Regions from separate parts of the Rattus norvegicus genome. Here region 2 is linked to region 1. A link is a contact called in public Hi-C data. All regions are on one chromosome and are shown on one strand. Each heading gives the region's core, a stretch centred on a gene start, on an enhancer-like site or on the middle of the called end of the contact. The rest is flanking DNA. Distances are from core to core; before and after follow the strand shown.

Evidence for each region. A called contact is a pair of places that touch in the nucleus more often than the background predicts.
Region 2: a Hi-C map of psoas muscle shows a contact between it and region 1, with 3 times the contacts expected there. The contact joins two enhancer-like sites. A contact is called at or near these places in 7 of 12 Hi-C or Micro-C datasets (the Rat2 cell line, Schwann cells, frontal cortex and 3 more) and 1 of 1 datasets of contacts at active chromatin or transcription factors (oligodendrocytes).

The regions. Positions count from the first base shown.
Region 1 is chr3:175,095,951-175,100,170 of GRCr8, forward strand. No RefSeq gene overlaps it. Among named protein-coding and RNA genes, the nearest start is that of Zmynd8, 52 kb to the left of the region's middle. Within about 2 kb of position 1,726, at least 22 of the 93 cell types and tissues checked have an H3K27ac peak or open chromatin away from gene starts, as enhancers often do.
Region 2 is chr3:175,194,632-175,198,887 of GRCr8, forward strand. The region is part of intron 1 of Ncoa3 (nuclear receptor coactivator 3); the gene reads left to right. Among named protein-coding and RNA genes, the nearest start is that of Ncoa3, 39 kb to the left of the region's middle. Within about 2 kb of position 2,495, at least 81 of the 93 cell types and tissues checked have an H3K27ac peak or open chromatin away from gene starts, as enhancers often do.

The DNA of each region.
Region 1 (4,220 bases), core at 476-2,975:
TCAGGCACAACAGAAGAGGGCATCAGATCCCATTACAGATGGTTGTGAGCCACCATGTGGTTGCTGGGATTTGAACTCAGGACCTCTGGAAGAGCAGTCAGTGTTCTTAACCACTGAGCCATCTCTCCAGCCTTATTTTTACTATTTATTCCTGTTTGGGAAAATGCATGGGTTTTCATTTTCGCTCGGTGCTGGAGGTCCAAGATCTGCCGAGGGACTCATAGGTGAGACTGTACCACTGGCCACACTCAGTGGGCAGGAGTTAAGGACGATTCATTTTAGTGGTCAAGCAGTTTTATTACAGAGAACAGAGCGAAGCTCGGGATAAGGTGCCTGTCTAGTATGCAGGAAGCCCTGGATTTGATGCCCAACACCGTATACATCACACATGTTGGTGTATGTCGGTTATCTCAGCACTAGGGAGGTGGAGGCAGGAGGAGGATCAGTTCAGGGTTCAAGGACCGCTAATATGAGCATTTGGGAGGCAGAGGCAGGTGGATCTCTGAGTCTATATATACAGTGAGTTTCAGTGTGTGTGTGTGTGCGTGTGTGTGTGTGTGCGCGCGCGTGTGTGCGTGTGCGTGTGTGTGTGTGTGTGCGTGTGTGTGCGTGCATGTGTGTGTGCGTGCGTGTGTGTGCGTGCGTGTGTGTGCGCGCACGCGCGCGTGTGTGCGATCTCCTTGGGGCAGGAGAGATGGACGGTCCAGTGGTTAAGGGCACCCACTGCCCTTCCAGAGGACCTGGGCTTAATTCCCAGCACCTACGTGGCTACTTGGCAGCTCACAGTTGTCTGTAACTGTCCATCCAGATGCCTGACGCGATCACGTCACTGTACATACAATAACGTCAAGTTATTTTTTAAAAATATAATCTTATGGGGTTGGGGATTTAGCTCAGCGGTAGAGCGCTTGCCTAGGAAGCGCAAGGCCCTGGGTTCGGTCCCCAGCTCCGGAAAAAAAAAAAAAAAGAAATCTTGGCTTTCTATAATGTTATAACATGTGTGACCCAGCACTTAAGGCCAGCCTGGGCTACATATGACCACTTAAATAAGAATCTTTATAGACAAACTTAAGATCAGCCTGGACTACATAGGACCACTTAAATAAGAATCTTTACAGATAAACTTGAGTTTCTGTATTCGTTTATTTGCGCTGACCATGTGCCTGTCAACATGGGAGAAGGATGCTTGGGTTTAAATTCTACCTCTGCCTGTTGGGTAGGTATCTCTTGGTCAAGAAGCTTAACCCTGTGAGTCCAGTTTAGGGATGAGGAGGAGGTCAACATCTGCTTCAGGGTGTAGCGCAGCGTGCTGACCTGCAACCTAGCACTCAAGAGGCTGAGGAGGGCGGTAGGTCATGGAGTTTGAGGCTAGCCTGGTCTAACCAGTTCCAGATCAACTGGGCTACACAGTAAAACAAACAAACAAACAAACAAACAAAACAAAACAAAACAAAAAACTGTCTCAAATAGTAAAAACAAGAAAGAGACAGAGACAGAGAGAGAGAGACAGAGAGGGAAAGAATGGAGGGATGTAGAGAATAAAGGAAATTTGAAACCCAAAGGGGAAGCTTAGAAGAGATCTTCATGAGGTCAGCAGGCAGTAGCTATTCTGGGGTTGTTTGTCCTTCCCACCCTCTTCTTGGATCAGACCCGAGCCACACTGCATTTGGATGTTCTTCCTCTGCTGCTGGGCTGAGCTGAACTTGAACTGCTTCCGTTCTCCTTAAATATCCTTTCCTCTGAACAGGATGTTCCCGACCAGCCCAAGACACGGTGGCCCTGCTCGGCTGGGCTAACTTTAGTTTGCTATTTTCAGCCCGAATTTGCCCTCTGCAGATCATTCACACCGAGTGCCCTCTCCAGGTGGGGTGGCTCTTAGGTGAGATCAGCACCAGGATCGTGGGACACAGATGTCCAGTTGCAGCAGGACAATCAGCACGATCGTGTAATCCCAACACTCAGGAATCTGAGGCAGGAGGATGACCTTGGATTTGAGGCCAGATTAAATTACACAGTGGAGGGTTGGGGATTTAGCTCAGTGGTAGAGCGCTTGCCTAGCAAGCGCAAGGCCCTGGGTTCGGTTCCCAGCTCCGAAAAAAAAAAAAAAAAGGAATAAATTACACAGTGGGACTTTGTTTCAAAAAAGCTCGCAGGGACTGGTGAGATGGCTGAGAGGTTACACAGGCTGCTCTTCCAGAGAACCTGAGTTCAATGCCCAGCACCCATATGACAGCCCACAACCACCTGATTCTCCAGTCCCAGGGGATCCAACGCCCTCTTCTGGCCTCTGTGGGCACTGCAGGCATGTGTTTACATTTAGACCAACACGCACGCGCGCGTGCGGGCGCAAACACACACACACACACACACACACACACACACACACACTGGTAGCTCTTGCTTGTAATCCTAGCACTTGGGAAATACAGGCAGGAGGATCAGGAACATCAAAGCCAGCCTTAGATACATAGAGGTTTTGGGCTAGCCTGAGCTACATGAGAGCCTGCCTCAAAACAAAAGAAATTGGCTTGTGTAATTGAAGATGAAGGGGGAAATTTTGGCTTCAGACAGTGTGGGATCAAGGATCCTCTCCCTACATGGCTCCTCCAGCCGTGGGCTCGAAGCACGGCTGTTCAGGATTACTAGAGAACACAGCACCTATGTGTCAGCACTCCAGTGGCCACACACGCCTACCCTGAATCATGGCAGGGACACCATAGCCCTCTTGCTGACCAGACCTGACTTAGTCACCTGCTGACAAATATCCAACCCTGGCAGCTTTAATTTGTACTGTTTGGTGACTTCTGTGCTTCCCAAATTAATGTCACATCAAGTAGCTTTCGAAATGCCCCCAAATTGCACACCTCTGCCTCCTTACCCTTAAGTCTAACACATTCCACCCAAGCTGAGAGTCTGGAGGAAGCCATTTCTCTGAGGAAAATCAAGGCAGGAATGTAAGGGGGCCTGGTGAGGATGACAGATGTCTGTTAATCACACTGCAAGCTCACGTTGGTTAAAATGGTTCCAAAGAAGAAATACTATGGGTACATCATGTCCCCTACTAGCAAGCCCAGGGATCACCAAGTCCTCTGTTTAGTTCACCTGGGCTCCATCCTTATAAATGGACCTGGGCCAAGTGTGCAAGTGTAAAGTGGATAAAGTCTGAACGTTTATGTTCTCTGTAAACAAACTGTGTGTGTGTGTGTGAGTGTGTGTGTGCGTGCATGTGTGTGTGCGTGTGTGTGTGTGAGTGTGTGTGTGTGCGTGCATGTGTGTGTGTGTGAGAGATGTATTTGAGTGAGCATACATGTGGAGGTCAAAGGACAATTTTTAGGATTTAGGCTGGAAATCCACCAATGGGGCTCTGAGCATCTATTCAGGTCATCGGGCGTGGTTGCAAACACCTTTAACCAGTGAGCCTTCTTAATGGCCCTGCTCTGGGCTTCCCGGCTGTCCTGACTCCCGGGTACTGGGATTACAGATGTGTGCTATCAGCCTAGCTCTGCAAATTCAATCTCTTGGTCATTGTGCCTTTTCTGGCCTTCCTCATTTCTGTCACTGGATGACACAGCAAGAGAGTCCTCACCAGGTGTCTGCACCTTCCAGGCCCCAGAACCATAGAAAATAAGTGTGTTCACTCTCTCCTCTCCTTCCCTTCCTCTCCCTCCCCATCTCTTCTCCTCATTGTCCCCCTGCCCCGCTCTCTCATACACACACACACACACACACACACACACACACACACACACACACTATGTAGCCCTGGCCAGCTACAGAGCCAACAGGGACCAAAGTGAGGAGTTAACATTTTAAGAAAATGATTCTTTATTCTCGTGTCCCTGAATCTGCAGATGCAGGCCGGGCCTCTCTGTTTCCATCCGAAGGTGATCTGGGCTGACCTGAACATTCCTAATCCCCCTTGAGCTACAGGCTACCTGAAGGGCGTCTGTCCTTCTGAAGGTTACTGTGCAAGCTCCCAGGAACAAAGTCAAATCATGTGACTGGGGACTGTGGGCGGAGCTCAGTGGCTGAGCACTTGCCTAGCATGTGCAAGCCCTGGGTAGATGCCCAGCATCTAAAACCCTAAAGCCAAAACAAATGAACATCAGGAACTCTGGGAGCACGGGGCAGGCTCTGCTCACAGGGCATTTGTTAATAGCTCATGGGCCAAAGCAAGTCACACAGCCAAGCTCAACATGGGAGGGAGGTGCAGTGTGTTC
Region 2 (4,256 bases), core at 1,245-3,744, 99 kb after region 1:
AGGGGAAATAAGATCAAAATATATTGTATAAAAATGTTTAAACTGAAAACTATATTCAACAAGTAACCAAGAAAGCCACATAGGTGCTCTGCTGATTTGGGACACCATAGTTTGATTGTTATTTGAAAAATAAACGAGACACAGGTTTCCTGACTCTGCTGTGTCACCGAGCTCACGGCAGCGTGGTACGGATGGGTATGTGGCATGTTTTAGGTTTTCTGGCTGTGTGTGACACTGACTGACAGCATACTGTGAGTTGTTTTTTAAAAGACATAATAACATTTGCATAATGCTGAGATGTAAAAATTCAATCACATGTCAGGATAGATTTTTATGAATTATTTTCTAAATAAAAGTTTTGGATTTTTAGTGAGTTAGGTCTTTCCTAGTTTCAGGCTAGGGAACTGTGAGTCTGTTCTGAAAGAGCTTATGTCTTCCTTTAGGTCTTTGTACCAGGCTTAGGTCATCGTGTACTGCTAGTTCAGTTTACTTTGCTGTCTGGCATTATTTGTATCATTTTAAGTGGTTAAATGACTTTTGCACATTATCAGGAAGGACCTTTTAGATATAACGTTGACATGAACATTATGCATACTGAATTACATTTCTGTGTAAAAAATAGAAATATTTTCATCTTTATGTACCAGGATCCCAGGGTCTTGCCAATCCCTTCTTGCCAAGATAACTGTGGAAATAGAGTCCACTTACTTATTAGTAAATAATGCCCTCCCCTCTCCTCTCCCAGCTGCACGCCAGTCTGTGCTACAGCGGCAGTGGTAGGCATTGTTCAGGAAGTGACCTTGGCTTGGATTAATCAAATTCAGCACACACAAAAAAGATTCTTGCTAACATGCTGACTTGATATAAAATTTTGTCGCATCCATTTTCCTGTGAAATGAGGCCATCCTGTAAAAAGAGAAGATTCTTCAAATTAAACATGCACTAACGGGCGCACCGGCTTCTGTAAGCCATGTTAAAAAGAACAAACTAGTTGTATTTTAAAATTAGACTTACAATCATAAGTTTATATCGTGTGGGTTCGGAAGTTATTAGTAGACAATTATTTGTATCATTTCTTTCAACTTGAAATTAGAATATCATTGACTTTATTTCCTGGTCTGGAACATGTATATCAAGTTGCACTGTAGAGATTCTGTGTAATGAAGACAGAATACTGTTCTCTGGGCCTCTGGTCACTGTGTAGCAAGTGAGGCATTATGTTTTGGTTTCAGATTGCATTTCAGAAATATCTGGTGTTTGATAATCTGGATAGAGCCCACTATCCTATATGCGATCGTTTTAGTAGCTGGTGGTGGTACCCATATAGATCTCCAATCTAAACTTGTAAAACTGCTAAAATTCAACCAGTTGGTATGTAAGTTGGCTTATCTATACATTAGGATTTAGTAAATCATCGGATAGGAGAGTTTGTACAGCTGTCTCCTCTTTGTCTTGGTGTGCTTCAAGGAATGGCGGCTCACACCTGTAATTCCAGGACTTTGAGGTTGGGTTAGGTGGATTGCTGCTGTTTTTCTGCCATTTGGGGCTATAGAGAGAGGTTGTCTTAAACTCCCTCCCATGACCACCCCTTAAAAAAAAACTATGCAAAAAAAACAGATAAAAACCAAAACTGAAACGACCCCAAATCACCATGCTGGCTTCAAGCTCTTGGGCTTCGGTGTCCTGCTTCCTTATTGCCCTGGGGAGGAAGAGGGAGGAGGGAAGTGTGGGGCGGGGAAGGGAGGCAGTGTGGTTTCTCCTGCCCTGCCCTCTTCAGTCCTGCTCACTGTTAGTACAGACTGCTGAGTGGAGTAGTGAATGGATTAGTGTATCGATTTTTTTCTTTTGCATCTGTAGGAAGTTTATATAAAAAGTGATCAGGAGGACAGCTCTGCAGAAGAAAGACTTTGCTTTTGAGTTTGTTCCACGCATGCACGGAGGGCTGTGCTGGGTCCTGGAGGGTTAGAGAGAACACAGGGAAACAAATGGCCCCTTAGATGCTCTCGCTGTGTTTCTGTAGACTCCTCTTGTGAGGATGGCGTACTGCAGTTGTATCAGTGACCCGAGGGAGCCAGAGCCTAAATACTGTAATTGACGGGCTTCATTTCTTCTTAAAGCATTTACAGGGAGCTAAACGGGCATCATGTCATATCATTTGTGGGTAGTTGGGAGATTTGAAGCCTCGTGGAGGAAAATCTTTTCTTAACCTGCCCTTGTTTGCTCTTTGTCTTTATGTCTATCGGTTGGTTTGGTCGATGCTCTAAGATAAAGAGACCCTGACTTGAAGGAGAAAATGGATACTTATCAAATCATTTTTCTGCTCAAACAGCAGTTTAAAGTGAATTAGTCACCTGAACTTAGGGTGTCCGCTGCCTTTTTTAACCTTTCCTTCTTAAGAGAAGCCCGGGAAGAACTGCAGCAGCAGTCCTGGTAGCCAGGGAGTTAACGCTCCCGCAGCCCGAGGGTCAGCGCAGTCTCTGTTTGCTGATTGGCTGCTAAAAGGTGAAATTGAAACCACTGTAAACTTTTGACCCTGTAGCAGTTCCTGTGGAAAGCCTTCTGCGGGTGGAGCCTGCTTACCTCCCACCCCCATTCCCACCCCCTTTGCCTGTATTTATTTTCTGTGATCCTGCAGGGCTCTACCCTGCTTTTCAGAGAGGGAGAGAGTGGGTGAGGCAGACGGGGAGAGGGGAGAAGGAGGGAGAGGGAGGAGCTGTAGAGCAGGCAGCTGCAAGTAGCTTGCTGACAAGCCCGCTGCTTTTCTGTAACTAGGTCCTCACTAACTTAAGCTGAGCCAAAGAGGTGAGGCCAGTTCATAGACCACAGGGCCACCAGGATTCTGTGCTTGCTTTTTCCTTGGTTGCTCAGATGCAGACTAGTGTGCCTCTGCAACTCAGTACTCTTTTGAGGTAGCGTCCCACCCTGTAGCTGGTTGGCCTGATGATGGAATTAAAGGCTTATGCCACCACACCCAGCATTTAAAAAAATTTTTTTTTCTTGTCCCCCTTTGAAGCTACATTTAGTCTGTTTTTGAACAAAATGCCTGGCATCCTTTCCTGGATGTGCTGAGCTAAGAACTTTTACTTTTAGTAACATTTCATGTGTCTCCTTTACGCATCCTGTCTTTTAGATGCCCAGCATGATGTAAGTATTATTGGAGTTGGCTTAGTGGGTAAAGAAACTTACTGCCAAGCCTGATGAGCTGCCCGGCTGAGGCCCCGCGGTAGAGGAGAGAGCAAATATCTGGAAGTTCTTCTCTGACCTCAGCATTTCTGTCATGGTGTGCACGGGCACACGCACAGGCACGCACTCGTGCACACATACATACGAATAAATAAAAACTTCCTTTAAACTGTGTTAATCTTGTCTGCCTTTTTTTGGGGGTAGGGGGTCCAAGATTGAACCTAGGTTTTTGTACATGTTGGCAAGCCCTCACAGTGATCTGTGTCTCCAACTCATAATTTATTTTCGAGAGAGGATTTGTCTACATAGCCCAGGCTGGTGTTGGACTAACTGTCTTCTGCCTTGGCCTTTCCAGTTTTTGGATTGCAGATGCATGTGACTGTGCTAGTCTCCTCTGCTTTTCAGTGTGAAGGACTAACAGGCATTCTGATTGTAAATCTAGGCAATATTTGCAGAAACTGCCTGATTTCATTAGTTATTTTTGGCAGAGATAAACAGTTTTGAATTTGTCTTAATTTTACATCTTCCCCCCAATTAATTAATTAATTTTTTATTTATTCACTTTATATCTCAAATTGCATCCCCTTTCTCCTCTCAGTCCTCCCTCACATAGTCCTCCTACCCACTTTTCCCTTCTCCTGATAAGGGGGAGCCCCCCAACCCTATCAACCCACCTTGGCACAACTCACTGTAGGGCTAGGCACATGCTTTCCCACTGATGCCAGACAAGGCAGCCCAGTTAGAGAAACAGGATCCACAGGCAGACAACACAGTCAGGGACAGCCCACTGTTGTTGGGGGACCCGCTGAAGACTAAGCTACTCATGTGCCACACATGTGCTGGGGTCCTAGGTCCAGCCCATTCATGCTCCCTGGTTGGTGGCTCAGTCTCTGGGAGCCTCAAGAGCTCTTAATTCCCCACCTTAGTGGTCTTCAGGGTTGCCTGCCCATCTCGTGGTGCTGATACCTCTCACCCTGTTCATCCACCCTGTTCAAGTCACGGTGCTCACCAGGTGCTCACTTCGACGGCATCCTTGTTTTAGAAATTGTATTGCCTGCTTGTACCTGCTTCTG